2 separate regions of the Astyanax mexicanus genome follow, and region 2 is linked to region 1. Evidence: chromatin contacts called from public Hi-C data. All regions are on one chromosome and are shown on one strand. The core of a region is the stretch at or near the end of the contact, and the rest is flanking DNA. Distances in the headings are between cores, read along the strand shown. Region 1 overlaps fzd4 (frizzled class receptor 4). Region 2 holds the start of LOC103040540 (cytoplasmic dynein 2 heavy chain 1).

Region 1 (6,263 bases), core at 3,267-5,766:
ATAAAGAAAATAACTGGAAACATGTGTAATTGTGTTATATCGTGATATCATTAACGTGATATAAATTATCGGTTCCCAACCGGGGGGTCCTGCCACCGCACCTTCAAGGAAATCCTGGGGGAAACCCTGCACTGTGTGCCAGTCTGTCCCAGATGCCTTCAGGCTCAGTAGAGACGTGGTTAACATCATAAGACTTCTGGATCCCACTTTATAATATGTGTCTTCAATATCTGTGTAGTTACACATTAACAATCATGCATTAATGCAGATTAATTGCAGTTATACAGGTTATGTAATTACACACAACAAACAGAATATTCTGTCCATCTTCCCATAATATAATCTGAATAATCATAATTACATGCCACACGAGAGCTGTTGGAGAAATATAGATGTATACACAACTTATTCTACACACAAACTATGACTATATTACACACAAATGACAATTGACGTTGACACACATAAGTAATTACATAACCTGTAAAACTGTAATTCACTGGTAGTTACACTGTGGATGTGAAACTACACAGTTATTATAAGACACTTATTATAAAGTGGGACCGGTCTTCTTTTAATGAATGTAACTCTGTATTATAGAGCTTGTTGTTGGGAAAGCTTTGCCAAAGTAAGCCTTTGCCCATGTGTTTCTATTAGCTATTGTTGAATGATAGAGTCTGGAGAAGGTCCCTGGTGGTGAAATGCATTGGAAACCTTTAGAACCCTCAAACTAACAGGGTTCAGGATTACTCTACTGAGATATAGTACAGTATCCTACACTATAAGAGCCTAGGACAAAAGGTTATACAATTCTACACTAAGTTCTGTTCTAGGATTTTTGGATTGCAAACCAATTTTCAGGTCTAACACTGGTAAAGTTTTACAATCTTAAACCAAGAAAGATTCTTGAGTCCTAAAACAGAATTTTTAAATGGGTGGGGTTTTAGAGTCCTAAATTGTCCTCATGTGGGCGTGCTAAACTCCCACATGATTAGGACTGCAGAATCTTGAACTAAGCTAGATTCTAGGAAGATAAAAAAGACAGGGTTCTCCAATACTAAATTAAACAGGATACTAGAATCCTAAACCAGCCAGGGTTCTAGGAAATTAAATGTAAAATTTTAGAACCCTTCGTATTGTAAGAATTTTAGAATATCAGAGGGTGAATATGTTCTAGAATACTAAATCAGACAACTCACTAAAATGTAGAAAGCTAGAATGTGGAAGATTCTGGAACAATAAATACCTGAACCGCAAAACATGCAAGGTTCTAGAGTCCTAAATTAAGTAGAATTCTAGATTCATAAACCAATCAGTCTGAAGTCATATTGACACCATGCAAGATACCAGAATCCCAAACCAGTCAGGGTTCTAGGAAAATCAATATATAGTTTTAGACCTCTCAAGTATTGTAAGCTTTTTAGAATACCAAAGGGTGACTAGGTTCTAGAATACTAATTAAGGTAAAACACAAAATCGTAGAAGGTTCTGGGACACTAAGTAATGCACAGTTCTGGATAACCAAAACTAAAAGGGACATAGGCAGCTGTTCTAGAATCCCAAATCAGGTAGGGTTGCAAAATTCTGGTACTAGAATACTAATTAAGGTAGAACACTAAAACCTGAAAGGTTCTGGAACACTAAGTGATTCGCAGTTCTGGAAAACCCAAACTAAAAAAGGCAGGGGGTGCTGTTGTCGAATCCCAAACCAGGTAGGGTTGCAAAATCCTAAACTAAGCAGTTTTCAAAAAAAAAAAAAAAAAACAGGATACCAGACTCCTAAACCAGTTAGGTTTTCAGAAAATGAAATAGTTGTGTTTAAATGACTGAAGTATTGTAAGCATTTTAGAATATCAAAGGGTGATAGGACTGTAGAATACTAAACCAGACAACTCACTAAAGTGTAGAATGCTAAAATGTGAAAGATTCTGGAACACTAAATACCTGAACCTGAAAACAAGTAAGATACTAGAGTCTTAAATCAAGCAGGATTCTAAAATCCCAAACCAGCTGAGGTCCTGAAATCCTGAATCATGCATGAATATATCAGTCCAAAGCATATATATTTTTAGAATAATAAAACAGACAGAGCTCTAGGATAATAAAATGGGTCAGAGTTTTAGAATCTTCGGCCATGCGGGTTTCTAGAATTTTTAATTGGCCAAGATTTGACATTTCCAAAGTGGACAGAAAATCACAAACCGGGTTCTAGAACCCTAAATCAGGCATGATTCTACAATAATTAGAAAAAGTATTTAGAATAATGTGGTGTTTCAGAACAATAAAACTGTCAGAGTTCTTAAAATCTGAGGCAGTGTCCTACAATAATACTAAAGACATGCTTCTACAACAGCATGAGGCCAACACGGGGTTAAAAAACATAGGGCAGATTTCAATCATTTCAGACAAGGTAGGGTTATAGAATTCTAATCCTAAATAAAGGAGAGTTCGAAATTTCTCAAGTGGGCAAAAAAATTTAAACCAATAAATGTTCTAAAACCCTACATCAGGCTCGATTCCACAAGAATAAGAGTAAGGCAACATTCAAGAACAGTAACCATGTGTCCTACAATGCTACTAGAGGCATGGCTCTACAACACTAAACCAGCTGTGCTTCAAGAACACGAATCAGGCCAATGTTCCAGAATCCTGACTCACCACGGTTCTAGCTACCAGTCCAGAGGTTCAGAACAAACAGGTGCGAGGTACTACATGTGTCACAGTTCTAAAAAAAAAAAATAGGGGCAGGGTTGTTGAATGTCAACACAAGCAGGTTTCTAGAGTCCTAAACCAGCTTTGCATCAGTTCAAAGCAGTTCTAGAAACCCACACAAGGCAGGGCTGCAGAATTCGAAACCAAGCAGAATACATGCAGAGTCCTAGAACCCTAAATTAGGCAAGACTCTACAACAAGGTATTTAGAAGGGTACTAACTAAGGCAGTACTACCGGAGGCATGGCTCTACTACACTAAAACAGGTGTGGTTCAAGAACACGAATCAGGGCATAGTTCCAGAATCCTGACCCACCAGGGTTCTAGCTGCCATTCCAGAGGTACGGAACAGAGCAAACAGGAAAGAAAGAACAGACTGCCGTGTCTCAGTGCGAGGTAAACTGTGCTGTTCGCTGAGGACTAAAAACAAGTACATTTCCCAGGTGTCTTTGCTGCATTACCACAGTGTTGAAGCGACAGGAAAAAAGAGTTGGGTCAGTTGAAGCAGAACCTGTTCTGCTAGAGAGGTTCTGTTGTGTTGCAAGTGTCCAGTGTAATAATCATCAGTTAAAACGTCTCTGCATTATGTTTGAGGAGCTGATGCTGCTACATAAGTTCTCAGTTCTGTTCTGAGAGAGAGTAAAGGGGGTGGTGGCAACGTTGTGCACTTTCAACAAATGTCCACAAGGTGGTGCCATCGTTCTTTTCATGCCTGAGCCACTATTTTCCCTCTTTTCCCAGCTCTCCCTATCTTATGTGTGCTTCACACCACAGTCTCATTGCCCTTGCCAGGTTTGGCCCAGCCCTCGCCGCTCTGGTGGGCACGGGAGCTCCTGCGTGAGTGCAGCAGGCGAAGCGAGCAGCGCTGCCAGGTGTGAAGGGTCTTAGCAGACCACACCCACATGCCACAGGTGATGCCTACGAGCAGCGACATGAAAATCCTAAGCATTTCGGCCGCCATGTAGGAGTCTCTTGCTGTCTGGTGAAAATCAGCCCAGTTGGAGATCTGGTAGAAGTAGCATGCAATGACACAGGTGGCGGGCACCGTGTAGAGGACAGAGAAGACTCCGATTTTGACCATCAGACGCTCCAGCTTGTCCGTCTTTGTGCCGTCCTTCTGCAAGTTGGAGCGTATTTTGAAGAGTGCCACCAACCCTGCTGCGATAAAAAGCGTCCCAATCACCAGGTATGTGAACAGCGGCGCTACCACAAAACCAGTCAGCGCATCCAGATTCTGGTTTCCTACGTAGCAGAGCCCGGTAAGGTCATCTGCGTCCACCAGCCGCATGATTAGGATGACTATGGTCTTTACTGCTGGGATCGCCCAGGCCGCAATGTGGAAGTAGGAACTGTGCATCTCTATGGCCTCATGGCCCCATTTGAGACCTGCTGCAAGGAACCAGGTCAGCGTGAGGATGACCCACCAGATAGAGCTGGCCATGCCGAAGAAATAAGCCAAGAGGAAGACCACAGCACAGCCAGTGTTCTTGAGACCCTCTTGCGCGAGAACAGGCACGGCCGCCTCGTCTAGGTCGCAGGATATCCGCTCCCGGCCGGCGGTCAGTCGCACCAAGAAGGCCACACTGTAGACGTTGTAGCACATGCTGAGGAACATGATAGGGCGTTCAGGGTAGGAAAAGCGCGCTGAGTCCAGGAGGAAGGTCAGCACCGTGAAAGAGGTGGAGATGAAACACAGCACTGCCCACACAGCCATCCAAACGTCCGTGAACATCTTGGCTTGCCGGCGGTACAGCCCAGACTCGTATCCACACTGCAGGACGCAGCTGCCGCTCCTCTTGGCCCAGGCATATTGCTCTGGGCCTCCTCCACCCATTGTCACACACTCCTCCTCGTGCGGGGCCACTGGCTTATTGGGGTGGAACAGGTCGTCTTCGGCCGGACCCTCCATGCACATGTGGTTCTGGTCATTGGTGGGTGGGAAGAGGCTGCAGTTCAGCAGCTCCGGCCACACGAAGCCAAACTCCTGCAGCACGGGTAAACACTTCCGCTTCACTGCCAGGCACATGCTGCCGCATGGACCAATGGTTACTGGAACCTTCTCTGTGCACATGGGTGCATACACTGCACACAGGAAGAACTGAGGGGAGAGAAAATAGAGAAAGCACATCAGTTACATCTGTTTGCTAAACACATCTCTCACATCAACCAGTAGAACCGGACACTCTGCTCTGGAACAGCAGGTCACTATGCCCAATGGCAAGAAGATAACAAACACTTAGAAAATACCCCTGATATAAAGAGGAACTCTGAAGCAGCAGGGGTCCTCATACTTTCTGACAGTTAAATGTATTTGGTTTTTGTTTACTCAAATAATTTAACAAGTAATTTTAACAGTACCATATTTGGACAAAGGTATTGGGACATAAATTGTTTTGTCTTGGATCAGTGGTATTTAAAAAATCATTTATCCTGCTTTTGTTGGAGTGACTGTCTCCATTGTTCAGGGAAGACATTCTGTCAGAATTTGGAGCATTGCTGTCAGGAATTGATTGCATTCAGTGATAAGAGTGCTAGCGAGGTCAGGATGTTGGATGATTACCACCTTATCCCCTACTCATCCCAAAAGTACTGAATGAGACACCATCATTCCAGAGAACACAGTTCCACTGTTCCACAGCTCAATACTAGGGGGGCTTTATACCTCTCCAGTGTTTGTGTGATGCCAACATGTTCACGTTTATCTGCTCCTATGGTATTGGCAAGGCTTATCATCCTAAAGTAACTGAATACATTAATTAGAAGGGGTGTATATGTGCGGTGTATATAAACAGACAGTATATAAAGTAAAAAGCAGAGAGTTTATTAGTAACAGTTGACTCCATGTTTGCTTGAGTAACAGTGAACACAAGTAAATCACAGCATTGTTCTGTAAATTTCTGTGTTATTATATAATTTAATAAAGAGATAAAAATACAGCATTCTGCACAGTAGACCCTCCCTGCTGCTCTGTGTTACATCAGCGAGATTCAAAACGTTTTTGACTGTTTTTAACACTAAAGCCTTTATTTCCTGATATATAGTCATATCTAAAATCTGTGTGATTACTGTATATTCTCAAGTTATACGCATACTGTATGCATTCATCGTGAATACACTTACTGTATACACACACTGTAAACACACAAATATGCATTTACTTTATGCAGCCACTGTATACACACAGTTTACAGATATTGCACACTTTGTATACACAAAGTATCGGTACAGCATCTCAAAAAAAATCTGTACACCCCATATTTGTAAATATTTAGTGGGCAACACTATAGATCTTTAGATGTTTGCTAACTCTTTGATGTAAAGTAGTCTGTGTACAGCTACAGGATAACAGTGTAAATTTACTGTGCCCTCAAAATAATTCAACACACAGCCATTAATGTATAAACTGCTGGCAACACAAGTGAGCACACCCCTAAGTAAACATGTTCAAATTGTGCCAAATGAGCTATTTTCCTTCCCCAGTGTCATGTGACTCATTAGTTTACAAGGTTATTTTTTTGGGTTCAATTATCTCACACTGGCCACTGGATATTT
Region 2 (5,879 bases), core at 3,160-5,659, 50 kb after region 1:
AATGTTGGGTTTCCATATCTTGTTTTCTTCTGACACTGTTCATGCTTATACATTACTAAGCCACCACCTAGCAACACCTTAGCAACCACTTAGTAACATTTTAGCAAGACCATAGCAACCACCATTTATACCAACACAACACATTTGCAACAACTTGCAACCACCAGGCAGCCACTTAGCAAACACCTAGCGACCACTTAGCAACACTGCTTAAAATCAGCACTGCAATCACAGTTTCTGCAGGAACTGCAATCTGGTTTTCCTCTGACACTGTATGACTCACTGGCATGTAGAACTACACTATATGGACAAAAGTATTAGGACACATGCCCATTGTTTCTTCCAAAATCAAGAGTATTAAAAAGTTTACTCTACTTTTGTTGGACTAGCTGTCTCCACTTTCCAGTGAAGATTTTTACTAGATTTTAAAGATCGCTGAGAGAATTTAGTTGCATTCAGCAACAAAAGCATTAGTGAGGTCATCATCCCCAACTCCCCAACTCTCCCCAAAAGTATTGGATGGAGCTCCATCATTTCAGAGAACACACTTCCACTGCTCCACATCTCAATGCCAGGCATGTCTGGCCTTAGGCATGGTGCCATTTGCTCCAGAGAGTCCTATTCTATTGATATGTCTTTACAGGGACAAGCTGCGTCTTTGCATTTGCACATCTGGTACAGCAACGGTTGCAGTTAAAGTAGCTGAACATTGCATTTATTAATAGGGGTGTCAACAATCATTTGGACACATAGTGTATGTTAGCATATATAAACACAGCAGCAGAAAACTGTTTCTCACAGTTACTATAAGTGGTAGTTTAATGCGTGTTTATGAGGCTACAACACCATCATAAACGCAGTTTAACACTCATTACAGCTCACACACATACACACACACACACACACACACAGGCTTACAAAGACCATACTGTTCTGTCTAACTGCCTATATCTATTTCTCTCTGTCTCTGTTTCATTGTCTCTCTTTCTCTCTCTCTCTCTCTCTCTCTCTCTCACTCTCTTTCTTTCTTTTTTTTCCTGGCTCGGGTTCATTTTCTGTTTTAACACTAATGCAACAGCACCACACAGTGACCCGTTAAGCACTTGCAGCGCACACTTACAGTTTTTTTCAATTGCTAAAACACTAAAATGATGTGCATAGCGCAATCATTTAAACAAACAAACAGAGGGTACAATCTCTTCTCAAATCTCCAACACTCTAAAAATATTTTCTAAATTACACATATTTTACAGTTCAAAATGGCACATTTTAAATGCACTGAACATGTTTCTCTGCATAACACACAGCATGTTATCTTCTGGTATTGGTCCACTGTGATATATCAAGTCTAAAGTCAGCACAGTGTCTACCAGCACATATTACAGCACGTTTTGTCTCTGTCTGCTGACCAGCATTATGGAAATACAGATTTCATTTTCCAGCAGAACCTGAAGTAGGTTTGCTGAAGCGACAGTTCAAAAGCAATAAATTTAATGAAAATGTAAATGTACTACTAATGACAAAAGGAAAAGGATGTGAATTGACTTTTATAAGTAGGGCCAACATTAGCTAACTAGACTAAGACAAATGAACTAAAAATGTTTGCCTGTTTTTAGAGCTTAAATCAGGCCCTGATTTTTGAATGACTGAAAATTTAATGCTAACAGAGCCAGTTTGCTTGTTCCCAGTCTGTTCCACTGTGTTAAAACATCACTGACAGTTGGCCTATGGAATTCTTAGTAGTGAGAGTTAAGTCATTTGAATCAGAGTTCAGTCATTTGAATCAGAGTTCAGTGATTTGAATGGGTGAGCAAATACTTTTGGCAATATAGCTTACCTTACAGAACATTATTACACCAAATGGTTATCAAGACACTGTCTGATTTCTGAGACAGTGTCTTTTGGAGAAGATTTTCGATCTAAACGGTCTTTAAAATCTAACTGCATTGAAATTAGACGGAAGATGCCTTATGTACAGTACCAGTCAAAAGTTTAAAATCTAACTGCATTGAAATTAGGCGGAAGATGCCTTATGTACAGTACCAGTCAAAAGTTTAGACCCACCTCTTTTCATTCCTTGAGTTTTCTTTCTATTTATTATTTTGTAAACAAAACTGTTAAACAAATCAGATTATGTTTAATTCTTTAGATTCTTCGAAGTAGCACATTTAGCTTTGAGGACAGACCTGCACACTCTTGAGGTAGAGTCATCTGGAACAGTTTTATCAGTGTCATGAAGGAGATCCTGGAGGTGCTGAACAAAAATGGCTGCTTTTCCTTCATGCTTTGAAGCTCCAGCTCATCACAAATCACATTCTCAGTTGATCAGGTTTAGGTCAGGGGACTGTGGAGGACAAACACTTTTTGGTTTGGTTTAACAGTATGCATAGCTTTGTGCAGAAAACTGTATTTGCTCAGATTCCTTTTACCCTCATCATCATTTCATATAACATGCACTCTGGACCTCTGGTGGGTTTGTGTGGTGAATAAAAAGGAAATATTTGTGTTGTGGTCATGTATTCCATTCATCACCACTGTGCAAAGCATAGGCTAAGGCCCTGTGCTCATAAACAATGTGTGTATGTGTTTATGCGTGTCTCTCTCTCAAGGGTCCTCCTGCACTTTATGCAATTGAAGTTGAAACATCTTGTCTCAGTGCTGCTGTTAAAATGCCTGATGTCCAAGTTTGAGGAATGTGTGTGTGTATTGTGTATCCCTCAGTGGGGTGATCGTGTTCTGTTTTACGTCTGCTTGGCAGTGTATCGCAGTGTAATTCCTGTGACGAGACCAGGGTCATCAACTCTGCAGCTGCACAGTGAAAACACACACACACACATGCATACATACAGTCATCGCATTAGTATGGAGGGCTTGTCTACAGTCAGAAAAAGCCCATTATACAGGGAATTACAGCCCCTCCACCCCCAACACACTCAGTTGATGCAGTTCTGCAGCTGTTCTCCGGGCTGGTGCTCGTCTGAGGTATTTTCCCACATTACAAATCACAAAGACTCCATTAATATGGCTCTTCAGCTCAACTGGCCACAAACCCACAACGCCAGCCATACAACCCCCGCTAAACCCTTGCACAGAGTTAGCTCTGCAGTCGTTTCCTGAACTGTGGTTCTGTCTGAGGAATAAAAACATACAGGGTTTAGGACCTTACCTCTGCCTCACCGTGTGGATGAAATGCAAACAAATGTTTGAAGTTTAGTAGCTTTTTAGTCGGGTTTGTGTGCAGCAGTATTAGCTTAGCTTTTACCAAAAAGCATACGTTGGTCATTTTGTGCCACGGTATAAAACAAACCCAGATGTGTTTAAAATGACCTGGGCTCTCTAAGAAGGTCAGAAAAGATCCTCGCTTTTGTGCTGTTAGCTGGATTGGGGCATGTGGAGTCAGACACAGCACACATGGAGTCAGATACGATACAGACATGATACACGCAGAGTCAGACAGGGCACACATAGAGTCAGTTACAGTGCACATGGAGTCAGACATGGCGCACGTGGAGTCATGATGCAGACATGGAGCACACAACGTCAGACAGGGCACATATAGACAAGGTGCACATGAAATCAGACACAGCATATGTAGAGTTAGATACAGTGCACATTGAGTGAGGCATGGCACACAGAGTTAGATATAATGCAGGTATGGTGCTCACAGCGTCAGAGAGGGCACACATGAAGTTAGATATGGCACAAATAGAGAGAGACATGGCACAGGTGGAGTCAGGTACAGTGCATGTGAAGTTAGACATAGCGCATGCAGACTCAAACATGGGGACACTGGGCTCGGGAATCAAGACACTGGGCACAATGGAGGCAGACGTGCACACGCAAAGTCAGACAACGGCACACGTGGAGTCAGAAATGGCACACGCGGAGTCAGACACAGGGCATGCAGAGTCAGAAGCGGCAGTCAATATTTTATTAACAAACAAAAATTCTTAAACTAAATCTAAGCTTTTCTATCTATTTAACTGAGTTTAATTCACTTCTCTTAAGTAAGATAATCTTAAGCATAATACAAAAAATGATCTGTTTTATAATGATGATCTAATGTACGGATATTGATGAGCCTTCCACAATTAATGTATTATTTTTGCTATGTTTTCTATGTTGTCTAATTCTGTGATTTTTTTCTGTATTTCATTCAGTATGTTGCATCCATGAGTACTTAAATTTGTACCTACACTGTAACATGGATATTATATTTGTCTGATGTTATTTGTATACTTGCTTATTGAATACATAGTAAAAATAAATAATAACTACACAAAAAAGAAAAAAACACTACAAAAAATATTATACTACACTAAAATATACTACACTAAAAAAATCATTATACTACACTAAAAATATTATACTACATTAAAATATATATATATATATATTACACTAAAAAAGGCGTAGCAGAGATGTCCAACGCAGACTAGCGCTACGTAATCTCCGTGGTGTTGCCACGGCAACCACGCCAGCTTTACCTCTCGCGCAGCGTTAGGGCGCTGCAGCTAATGGTGCGCAGGGTGATTTCTGAGGTAAAATATCGTTTATTTTATTGCTGTTCGGGTTGAGCTTGATGTACAAGATACAAATACGCGTTTATGATCATCTGAGGCGGTTAAAGTACAGAGGTTTTACCGCGTTGGCGCAAAAAGAGCGGAACAGCGATTTGTTTGCTAGGCTAATTTAGCTAGCTTAGCTTAGTCGCGCTCAGTGTATTAAGTAAAGGTAACTGTTAGGTTAGCAAAGATAGCTAACGCTAACTAGTTCAACGTTAGAATTCCTGGTATTATTATTGTTATACTCGACCGTTAGCTAACTAACTCCTGTAGCTAAGTATGTTAACAGAGATTTCTATGACGTTTCTTTACCGTTAAGCACATTACACGTAAAATATGCTGCTGTTATGGAGTAAAACACTTTTACACAGACACAGGAATGTTTCATGTTTTAGAAAAGTAAAAAGAATTATATATTAATCTCTTAGTATGTCCAAAATATGTGTGTAAGTTAGTGGCTATTCGGATTCCTTTTTGAGAACAAGCTACAAACATAACCTACTTACTGAACAGTATTCGTCAGTGTAACGTGTATCAATTTCTTTTCTGTCTATTTGGTGGTAAATTTAAACAAATTAAAAGTAGAAAATTGGGTGTAAAACATTTTTATTTGTAATGTAATGTTTATTTGCAAGCTTTCTTTAGAAAACACAATCATTTTAACATCCACAAATGGTTTAGCATTTCTAGCTTGCTTCATGAACTTTATGAAGCTATTTTGCTGACTAAAATTCAGATCAATATAATGCAAAAATAATATTTAATAAGATAAACAAAAGAAGTAATTACTAAAAAACGATGTGGACTATTTGTAAACTTAAGACATTAAATTCAAAACTCTGGCTCCAACTTTGATTTTAATTTTTGTGCATGTGTTTGTTTTAACAGTGAGATGGACTCTGCTGTGAAAGACCCCCGTAAGCTCTTTCTACTGAACACAGCAGCAAATTATTTCAGCCTGAAGCCAGCATACTCCCTGTCTACATCCACTGAGCTCAATACCTTCCTAGATGATGCAAACCAGTTTATCCTGGTAACCAGCAGTGATGGAGATCAGCTGCGCTTCTTCAATAAGGTGCAGCTAAAGTGACTTTTTGAATGGGCGATGTTTCTCCCTCTTTTTAAAACTCTTCTTTAATCGGCTGCATTGTATTGTACAGTTTTTACTGACTTTGCCACCAGTATTTTAATACTGTCTCTGAATCTCTCTGGTAACCACATAGAGACAAGTCTTAGTAAGAAAAGGCTTCTCAGTTTAGAACAACTTGATGCTTCAATACTGGGAAGATGTAGGCTAGCATGTAGGCTAGGTAT

Evidence for each region. A called contact is a pair of places that touch in the nucleus more often than the background predicts.
Region 2: a Hi-C map of muscle shows a contact between it and region 1, with 15 times the contacts expected there. The contact joins the promoter of LOC103040540 here to the enhancer-like site in region 1. A contact is called at or near these places in 2 of 3 Hi-C or Micro-C datasets (both in muscle).

Annotation. Positions count from the first base shown.
Region 1 is chr18:12,072,790-12,079,052 of AstMex3_surface, forward strand. fzd4 (frizzled class receptor 4) reads right to left here. Exons shown (of 2, transcript XM_015605665.3): 2 at 1-4,809. The coding sequence ends at 3,475. Among protein-coding and RNA genes, the nearest start is that of fzd4, 6.5 kb to the right of the region's middle. Within about 2 kb of position 4,517, the one cell type or tissue checked has an H3K27ac peak away from gene starts, as active enhancers do.
Region 2 is chr18:12,123,360-12,129,238 of AstMex3_surface, forward strand. It overlaps LOC103040540 (cytoplasmic dynein 2 heavy chain 1), which reads left to right and starts at 4,410. Exons shown (of 91, transcript XM_049466927.1): 1 at 4,410-4,541; 2 at 5,454-5,640. The coding sequence starts at 5,458.